Linked DNA regions of Zea mays: regions 1 and 3 are each linked to region 2. The links are chromatin contacts, called in public Hi-C maps. All regions are on one chromosome and are shown on one strand. The core of a region is the stretch at or near the end of the contact, and the rest is flanking DNA. Distances in the headings are between cores, read along the strand shown. Region 1 holds the start of LOC541961 (knotted related homeobox 5). Region 2 holds the start of LOC542026 (gamma-glutamylcysteine synthetase 1). Region 3 holds the start of LOC542700 (low temperature-induced protein15).

Evidence for each region. Hi-C and Micro-C count contacts between places; a contact is called where the count stands out from the background.
Region 1: a contact with region 2 is called in a Hi-C map of tassel, with 2.7 times the contacts expected there. The contact joins the promoter of LOC541961 here to the promoter of LOC542026 in region 2. A contact is called at or near these places in 3 of 25 Hi-C or Micro-C datasets (ear, leaf and tassel).
Region 3: a Hi-C map of bundle sheath shows a contact between it and region 2, with 2.9 times the contacts expected there. The contact joins the promoter of LOC542700 here to the promoter of LOC542026 in region 2. A contact is called at or near these places in 2 of 25 Hi-C or Micro-C datasets (bundle sheath and endosperm).

What each region holds. Positions count from the first base shown.
Region 1 is chr6:31,927,758-31,930,553 of Zm-B73-REFERENCE-NAM-5.0, reverse strand. It overlaps LOC541961 (knotted related homeobox 5), which reads right to left and starts at 1,391. Exons shown (of 5, transcript NM_001111615.2): 1 at 710-1,391; 2 at 473-589; 3 at 258-387. The coding sequence starts at 913.
Region 2 is chr6:32,301,340-32,304,206 of Zm-B73-REFERENCE-NAM-5.0, reverse strand. It overlaps LOC542026 (gamma-glutamylcysteine synthetase 1), which reads left to right and starts at 1,313. Exons shown (of 15, transcript NM_001111672.1): 1 at 1,313-1,424; 2 at 1,822-1,972; 3 at 2,197-2,304; 4 at 2,651-2,743. The coding sequence starts at 1,351.
Region 3 is chr6:32,024,762-32,027,461 of Zm-B73-REFERENCE-NAM-5.0, reverse strand. It overlaps LOC542700 (low temperature-induced protein15), which reads left to right and starts at 1,334. Exons shown (of 1, transcript NM_001112214.2): 1 at 1,334-2,555. The coding sequence starts at 1,900. The coding sequence ends at 2,307. LOC103629162 (a long non-coding RNA gene) reads right to left here and starts at 347. Exons shown (of 2, transcript XR_554187.4): 1 at 1-347.

The DNA.
Region 1 (2,796 bases), core at 142-2,641, 370 kb after region 2:
AATATGGGTTTTTTATTTCCCCGTACGTACTAGAGTTTTAGATGACAATTAAAAAGACGAACTGATTATAAAACCAGATCTATATGTTTACTGTAGCAAACCGCTGAACTGATCACGGATAGCTTCATCTCCTGAATTAGCCACGCTTATGCAATTAGTTTTATAATAATTAGCTCATGTTTTAATCCTTCCAATCAACATCCAAAACCCAGCCAGACGCCCGGAGGATCAAACACCCCCCGGCCTTACTTACTTACCGGAGAGCGAGGCGGCGCCGCCGCAGAGGGAGCTGAGCTGCGTCCTGACGCTGCTGAGGAAGGACGCCGCCTCGTCGAACGGCCGCGACAGCTCCTCCTTGTACCGCTCCAGCAACCGGCAGTACGTCTCCTGCGCGCCGCAGCCACCGTCGTCGTCGCCACGGTCACATGTAATAACGACACAAGAATCAGAACAACTGGTTTAGCGTGCGTACCATGAACTCGTCGAGCTCGGGGTCCATGCCGACGACCTCCCCGCCGGCGGAGGCGGCGGCGCACCTCTCCCGGCCGATCTCCTCCAGCAGCGTGGCCACCTCCGACGGCGCGCCCACCTGCCACGCCAAATCAAGAAACCGACCCGCGTCGTCAAGGCGTAATTATTGTCGGCGAGCTAGCTGCTAGGTGCTAGCTACTGCTAGCCGACCGCACGATGCGACGGCGAGGTACCGTACCTTGCGGCAGTCGATGTAGGCGGAGAGGAGGGACGGGTAGCGTGGGTGCCCGGCGATCTGCGCCTTGACCAGCTCCGTCAGATCCGCCGCCGGCGGGGGCGGGGGCGGGGGTGAGCCCGGTCCACCGGCGACCCCGGACGCCTCGCTAGTCGCCGCCGCCCCGTGGCGCGAGATCCCCGGGTGGATGCTGTACAGATCCTCCATGCCCGCCGCGCCACCCTGCAGTCTTCTTTGCTGTAGCTCGATCGCGTGTCCCAGCAACCGAGCTGCTCGCTGCCTCTAGCTAGCTATAATCTCCCTTCTATTCTACCTATCTACGTGCACCTGTGCACACATCCATATAATCAAATCGCTGGAAATAGTAGTAGAAAAAGACTCCGATGGTTCCGTGTTGTTTTATTGTCTGGTTCTTGGGGCATGTGTGGATGCGGGGAGCTCCAGGAAGACGAAGAAGAAGCGGCAGCTAGCGCACAAGGAAAAGGGTCGTGCAAGCAAGAACAAGAGAAGGTAGGGGAAGGGGCAGAGATCATGCGGGGAAAGGGGAACTAGCAGTCGTTTGCACTGCAGCCCCTGCTGTTGCTACTGCTGGAGCTGCAGACGCAGAAGCAGGCCGTGATCTCTGCAGCAGCGGTATTCATGGGGTTGAACCGGCTCGGCTGCTCTCTCTCTCTCTGAGTCAGAGGATGATGGAGGCAGTGCCTGCCAGTGAGATTGGGAAAGAAGAAGGGAATATGTGGTTTTTTCTATGCGAGAAAGAAAAAAAATGTAAAGAAATGTGCATGGATGTTCCCATTTTCATTGATTTTTTTTCGCTACTATGGCTATATCCGGCGGTCAGACTAGCGTAGCGTGAAAAAACTGTAGACGATACTGAGAAGTTTAAAACAAGAAATAAGATAGAGGATGCGATATGAGGTATGCTAGAGATAGCCTCACGTTCTAATGCGAGAGTGTAAACGAGAGATGTATGTAGCGAAGAGTGTATGCGGATACGAATATTGTTGGATACTTAGGAACAGGGTACATAAAAGAAGGCCTAAAGGCCTCTCAAATACAACCCATGAATCGAGCGACCCACCTGCCAAGCACCTTGGCGTGAGGGTCCAAAAGGCCTCCTGGGGACGGCTCACCAAGCCGACCAGCTCGCCCCCCAACCAATATCCGCCGAGCAACCCAGCGAGGCGAAGCTACTGACCAACCCGCTCGCCGAGCAACCTAGCGAGGCGAGACCGCCGAGCAATCCAGCAAGACGATAACTGACTCTTAGGAAAGCCAACCTGGTGCTATCGAGCCACGTCGGCGCGATGAGACATTACCAAGCCATGCCCAGACCACGTATCCCCGCTGACCAGTAGGACCGGACAACCCTAGTCGCTGAGACCTCAGCATCGGGATCTCTACACTGACACATACGCCGGAAGGGACGGGGCAATACACCGTACAAGGCGTACGTATACACATGATGAAAGGTGATGATATGAGGATGAAGGAAGATGAAGTTGTACTGAAGACATCCCTAAGCCATGCCTTGAGCTAACTCAATAGAACCACCAAACACCGCTACGTCTAAATCGAAGCAGCTACAGGAACTCATCTAAAGGCAGACGAGACACTACACCAGACCAGGGGTACGACAGCGCACGCCTCGGTAGACGACTCTATAAGGGATACACAGAAGCACGACCCAATAGACGAGACCATAGGGGCTACGAGACCTAGAAGCGGGAGGCTGAACTCCTCCCTGGTAGAATACAAATCCTCATTGTAATGTCTACCATTGAGCTATAAAAGGGCAAGACAACCTCCATCCAAAGATCATCTCATATCTCCACAACTTCACACAAGCACCCAGTTGTAACACGTTCCAAGCAATACTACTGGCAGCACCGCACTGAACTAGGGTCCCGGTCTGAACTAGTATAACTCCTTCGCCCCAAATCCACCTTCGAGCCCCTCCCCCCCCCCCCCCCCCCGCGCGGCTCACCATTTGGAGTGAGTCCAAACTAACACCTCTACTGAACACAAATCTTATTGTTCCTTGGTTCTGGAAACCACAACAAATATAGATATGTATAGTAAAAAGAAAT
Region 2 (2,867 bases), core at 64-2,563:
CTCTCGTGATCCTTTTGTCACCAAATCAGCCCTTAAGGAATGAATCTATGATGCGTTACTTTATTTTGGATGACGTGATTAATGAAACCAAACATCTAATTATATTATGATGCGGTTCCACGTCGACCACTTTGCTACTACCAGCAAAGGATCAGCATCGTCGCACTAGCTAGGCAGGGGCTGAGGGACGCCGAATCCTCGAGACTGGAACCGACAAAAGCGTGCTGACGCCAGCGACGACGCACGGCCGGGGTTCGTTGCGGTTGCGGGCGCCGGCAATTGGCATTTTGCATCGCCACGGCAGCGACCAGACGGTCCCTCCCGCCCGGCCGTCCCTCGCGCTGCACAACTGCAGTCTGAGAAGCCACGCCTCTCGACAGACAGGGATCGGGCCGGGCCGAACAACTGCAGTCTGAGAAGCCACGCCTCTCGACAGACAGTCGGCGTCGGCGTCGGCGTCGGCGTCGAGTGTTGCGTGCCGGCTTCCACCGCAGAGGATCCTCGCGCGGCACCCCTCTCATCATCGTCTTCGTCATCAGCGACGATCCAGTATTGGTCAGCGCTAGCGTCCGTGCTCTACTAGAACCGTGGGAGCAGCCCCACTTTTTTACGAATGCGAATTCATTAGTTAATTGGATTGGAAATCGCAGGATCCAGCCGGCCGTTCCACCACTACACCCCCCCAAAAAAAAGTGACTCCCACTGAAACTCAGTACTACTAGTAATGAACGGCTCGCCTCTCGCAATCAGCAGGGCACCCGCGCCCACACGCCAGTGACGAAGCCGCCGCCGCCGCCGCCGCACGCACGCACCGGCGGCTTCTGCCTTCTGCTGCCGATGCCGCTCGCCCGCTCCTGCGATTGATGCGCGCACTTCAACGCGCCGTCCTGACGCCCGGGCCCCACCACCACACCGCTTTATAAAGTGACCAGCTCGCGCTGCTGGCCCCGTCTCTTCTTACTCCCTTCTTCCGCGGTGGTAGTACCGCGACGGAAGCAGAGGCGGCGGCAGCAGTGGACGCGGAGGAGCCCTAGCCAGCCTCCGGGTGCCGGCGCGGCGAGGTGAGTGGTTCAGTCCGACGGCTGGCGTCCGCGTGTCGGATTGCGCGATTCCCGCTGACATTCCGGTGCTGGATTTCGGCAGGTTGTGGATTCGATGGCGGTGGCGTCGCGGCTGGCGGTCGCGCGGGTGTCGCCGGACGGCGCGCGCCCCGCGGCGGCGGCGGCGGCAGGGGGGAGGGGGAGGAGCGGGCTCGCGGCGGTTCGGCTCCCGTCGACCGCCGGTTGGGTGAGGAGGAGGGGGCGCGGCGGGGCCGTCGCGGCCAGCCCTCCCACGGAGGAGGCCGTGCAGATGACGGAGCCGCTCACCAAGGAGGACCTCGTCGCCTACCTCGTCTCCGGGTGCAAGCCCAAGGAGAATTGGAGGTCAGAAGCTTCCGTATGCTCCTTTTTTCTTATTTTTGTTGTTTTGTTCTGGTTCCTCTCCTAGTGCCATCGTGGTGGAATGTTTGACGTGGACGCGTAATTCATAGTGACCAACGCTGTCTAGCTCTGAAACTGAGGTTACATTCAAGTGCTCGTGAGAGTGACAACAGACTTTTTGAGCCGGCTCTCTAGTGTGTACTGGGTGCTAGGATGAATTCATCAGTGTGATGATCACTTGGCCGCCGTTTTTATCTTGTACATGTTTTCAACTTAATTTAGCGTCGATGATTCTGGTGTTTTATTGAAGCTGTCCCTGTATTTTTCTTTTTTTTAAACGGAAAATATGCTTCAGTTGGCTGTTCAGTTTATCCCCAAAGTAAACGTCTGTCCTTTACAGAATTGGGACGGAGCACGAAAAGTTCGGTTTCGAAGTCGACACTTTACGCCCTATAAAATATGATCAGATTCGTGACATACTGAACGGTCTTGCTGAGAGATTTGATTGGGACAAGATAATGGAAGAAAACAATGTTATCGGTCTCAAGCAGGTACGGTTCCGTTGCTCCTTCCCTTTTGTATGAATGTGTCTGGCGATATATCATCCACCAACAATTGAAATTGGATGAAAAGGGCGTTGCCTGTCATTTCGATGGGTCACCCTCACTCATATGCTTGAGATGCTACAGCCAAACACAAGTTATGCAGTTTTTTTTTTCTTCTGATGGCTGGCTTCAGTTTATCTTTGCAACCTTACTTGTTTCTACGGATGTAGGGAAAGCAAAGCATCTCACTAGAACCTGGAGGCCAATTTGAACTTAGTGGCGCTCCTCTCGAAACATTACATCAAACTTGTGCTGAGGTCAATTCGCATCTTTATCAGGTAACTTCTCTTACATTGCATTCCTTGTACAGCATCTTACAGAAACTATGATCTTAGTTTGTGTGTGTTACCATTCTTTTGTCAGAGATAATACAGTACCAATCTCTCATAGTCATATGCAAACCAAATGTTTACTGACACCCCTGCATGCTTATTGTGATACTTCTGTTGAGAACTATACCTTTAATGTGAACATCTTGTTGGAGTTCATTTTGTAATATTTTTTAACATGCCGACTAGGGTCTTATGGGAAAATGTTAAGAATTGTATGGTACCATATTGCATTTTTCTTGCATTTCAGTGCAATTAGGGTATGTATGACCCCAAAGTTTGCCTGTTCTTGCAGGTTAAAGCAGTTGGAGAGGAAATGGGAATAGGATTTCTTGGGCTTGGCTTTCAGCCAAAATGGGCACTGAGTGACATACCAATAATGCCAAAGGTAATTCTGTCCTTTAACCTTGGAGAAGAGCAGACCTGGTGCAGTGTTGAGAACTGTCTCACTTAGTCACCAGGTTGGCAGGTTCGAAGCAGCCTCTCCGCATTTGTATGGAAGACTTGCCTCG
Region 3 (2,700 bases), core at 85-2,584, 280 kb after region 2:
GTGGCGTTTGGTCCGCGGCTACGATGAGAATGCAGTAGACTGAATCCACGTGCTAAACCAAACATCACTGGTTTTGTATATTGGATAATGCGCTGCAGCTGCTAGAGACTATTCACTATTATTAAGCTTTGGCTGCATCTTCTCGGATTACGTGTGTTGTGCAAATTCTCATAATCCACGGCAACCAGACGGGGGCGCAACCAATTGGTGTTTCTTAGGAAGCCCCCGCGTTACATTGGATCATAGGATGATTCAAGGGTTATGATTTTTTAGCTACTAATTGGTTGTCATCATGGTTTATAGGTGAATGATTGAACATCCGCTACATTTAGGCTATCTCCAACTATTTAGTCTCCTCAATCCAACTATTCGTACTTTTTATTCATATTTAAACATCTTTGTTCTCAACTATTCTTCTCTCTATTTTATCTCCGCTCTAATTAATTCTCCTATCCGGTCTCATTTACTTTTGAACTGAGCTATTTAACATTTTTACATCAATTTTTGTTGGAGTTTGAAAACATATTATAATATTTATAGTACTATAATACACATTATTATATATTAATTACTAGTCCATCCATTTTATTCTAATTTAGTTTCGAAATTGCTAGATATGGAAACTGAAATAGAGTTTTAGTAGTAATTACAAAAACTAAAATATAATTTTAGTTTTAGTGATTTAAATACTAAAATATAATAAAATAGAGAGACTAAAAATTAGTCCGTGTAAACCAAACATTCTCTAAATAAACCAAACATTCACCGTAACTTTCTTTCTTTCTTCTTTTTATGCGAAAGAAGATAGTTGCAAGACGAATCCAGAGTTTATCTGGAAGAAGAAAGTTCCTAATCCTCCTCCTTCCCTGTAGATATTATCAGCAAGGCAAGCGTGTCACGGCTTCTTGCTTGAGTAATCCGCTCCTATTTTTTTTTTTTGGGAGGGCGCCTTCCTACCGGCTTCGCTTCTAAACGGTGGGCAAATTTGGTACGATAAAGAAAAAAAGAGGAGGACGAGTGGGAGGGCACTTCTGGAAGAAACTTTTTAATGAGCTGGACCAAGCAGCTGGGCAAGCCAGAGCCAGCCGTCACCGTCGCCCAGTCCGCGTCGTTCGGTCAGCGGGCCCCACCTCATCTGCATTCTTCCATTCTCGTCCTCCGACCTCATCTGCATTTTTCCAGCCAAGTAGTAGGTAGACTAGTGGCGGTCCCGTGGCCGTGGCATCAGGAAAAGAATATGCCGTCCCAGCCCACCATCCCCCCACCGTCCCGAAATCCCAGAACTACCCTCGGCTCCAGCTATAAATAGCCGCCCCAGGGAGACGTTCGAAACCTTCCCCATCTCCGGATAAAAGATAAGGAGTGTCTCTCCTTTGCCATCCTCCTCTCTTTCAGCTAAGTCCCTGCCCCCTCTCTTTTTCTTACATTCAGGTCCTCGCAGCTCCTCTCTTTTTTCTTGTTTCTTTCGATCTGCGAGCCGTCCAAGTCCAGTACTCTTCTTTCCCTCAAGGAACTCTTGCAGCCGGCCCCTCTGGTTTCCTCGAATTCTTGTTCCCCGGTCCCTCCTCCTGTCCCCGCGTAGATCCGTCCGTCCGAGGAGCACACCGTCCCCACCCCCATGTTTACCCACCAGTTCCTCTGACGGCCGCCGTGCTCCGATGAAGCTGAGCGTGCTCCGTATCCGCCGCTCCCACTCCTTCTCCGTCGCCTTCCTCTACTGGTTCTACGTCTTCTCATGAACGCATCGCCCCTCTCCAACTGCTGATCCTTCGCCGTCTCTCCCTCTCTCTTTCTCTCTGAGATAGTCTTTCGAATCCATCTCTAGGGCTCCTGTTTCTCCCCATCCTCCCCCCACCCCACCCCCCACCAAACAGATTCAATCCGACAAGACAAGCATCCATGTCGTCGTCACGCCGGAGCTCGAGCCCCGACAGCAACGACACGACGGACGAGCGCAAGCGGAAGCGGATGCTGTCCAACAGGGAGTCGGCGCGGCGGTCGCGCGCGCGGAAGCAGCAGCGGCTGGAGGAGCTGGTGGCGGAGGTGGCCCGCCTGCAGGCGGAGAACGCGGCGACGCAGGCCCGCACCGCGGCGCTGGAGCGCGACCTGGGCAGGGTGGACGGCGACAACGCGGTGCTGCGCGCCCGCCACGCCGAGCTGGCCGGCCGCCTGCAGTCGCTGGGCGGCGTCCTCGAGGTGCTCCAGATGGCCGGCGCCGCCGTCGACATCCCGGAGATGGTCACCGACGACCCCATGCTCCGCCCCTGGCAGCCGTCCTTCCCCCCGATGCAGCCCATCGGGTTCTGAGAATCTGAGCCTCAGCCGGCGGGAGAGAGCCAATTTCTGTCGTCGTGCCGCTGTCTATCTCGTATTGGTATATCTATTCATAAATCATCCTTGTCATGGTTTGCTCTTCTTGTCAGTGTTATAAATTTGCTTCTTGTTAGTGTTATAAATTTGGCCATCGGAAAGGATGTGTTTGTAGTTGTAATATCTTGTTTGGAGTTGTAATATCTTATCTTGCTTATGAAATCGAATATGCCTATATATATATATGTTATGCTGTACGAGTATGTGGCTCCAAATTTGTGAGCCTTCTGTCTGTTATGGTGAGGCGATGAATCCAATTTGTGAGCACACATGAATCAATTTCGAGATTCGACATGTCAAGTTGATCGTTGCAGGAAGGACGGTTTTGTA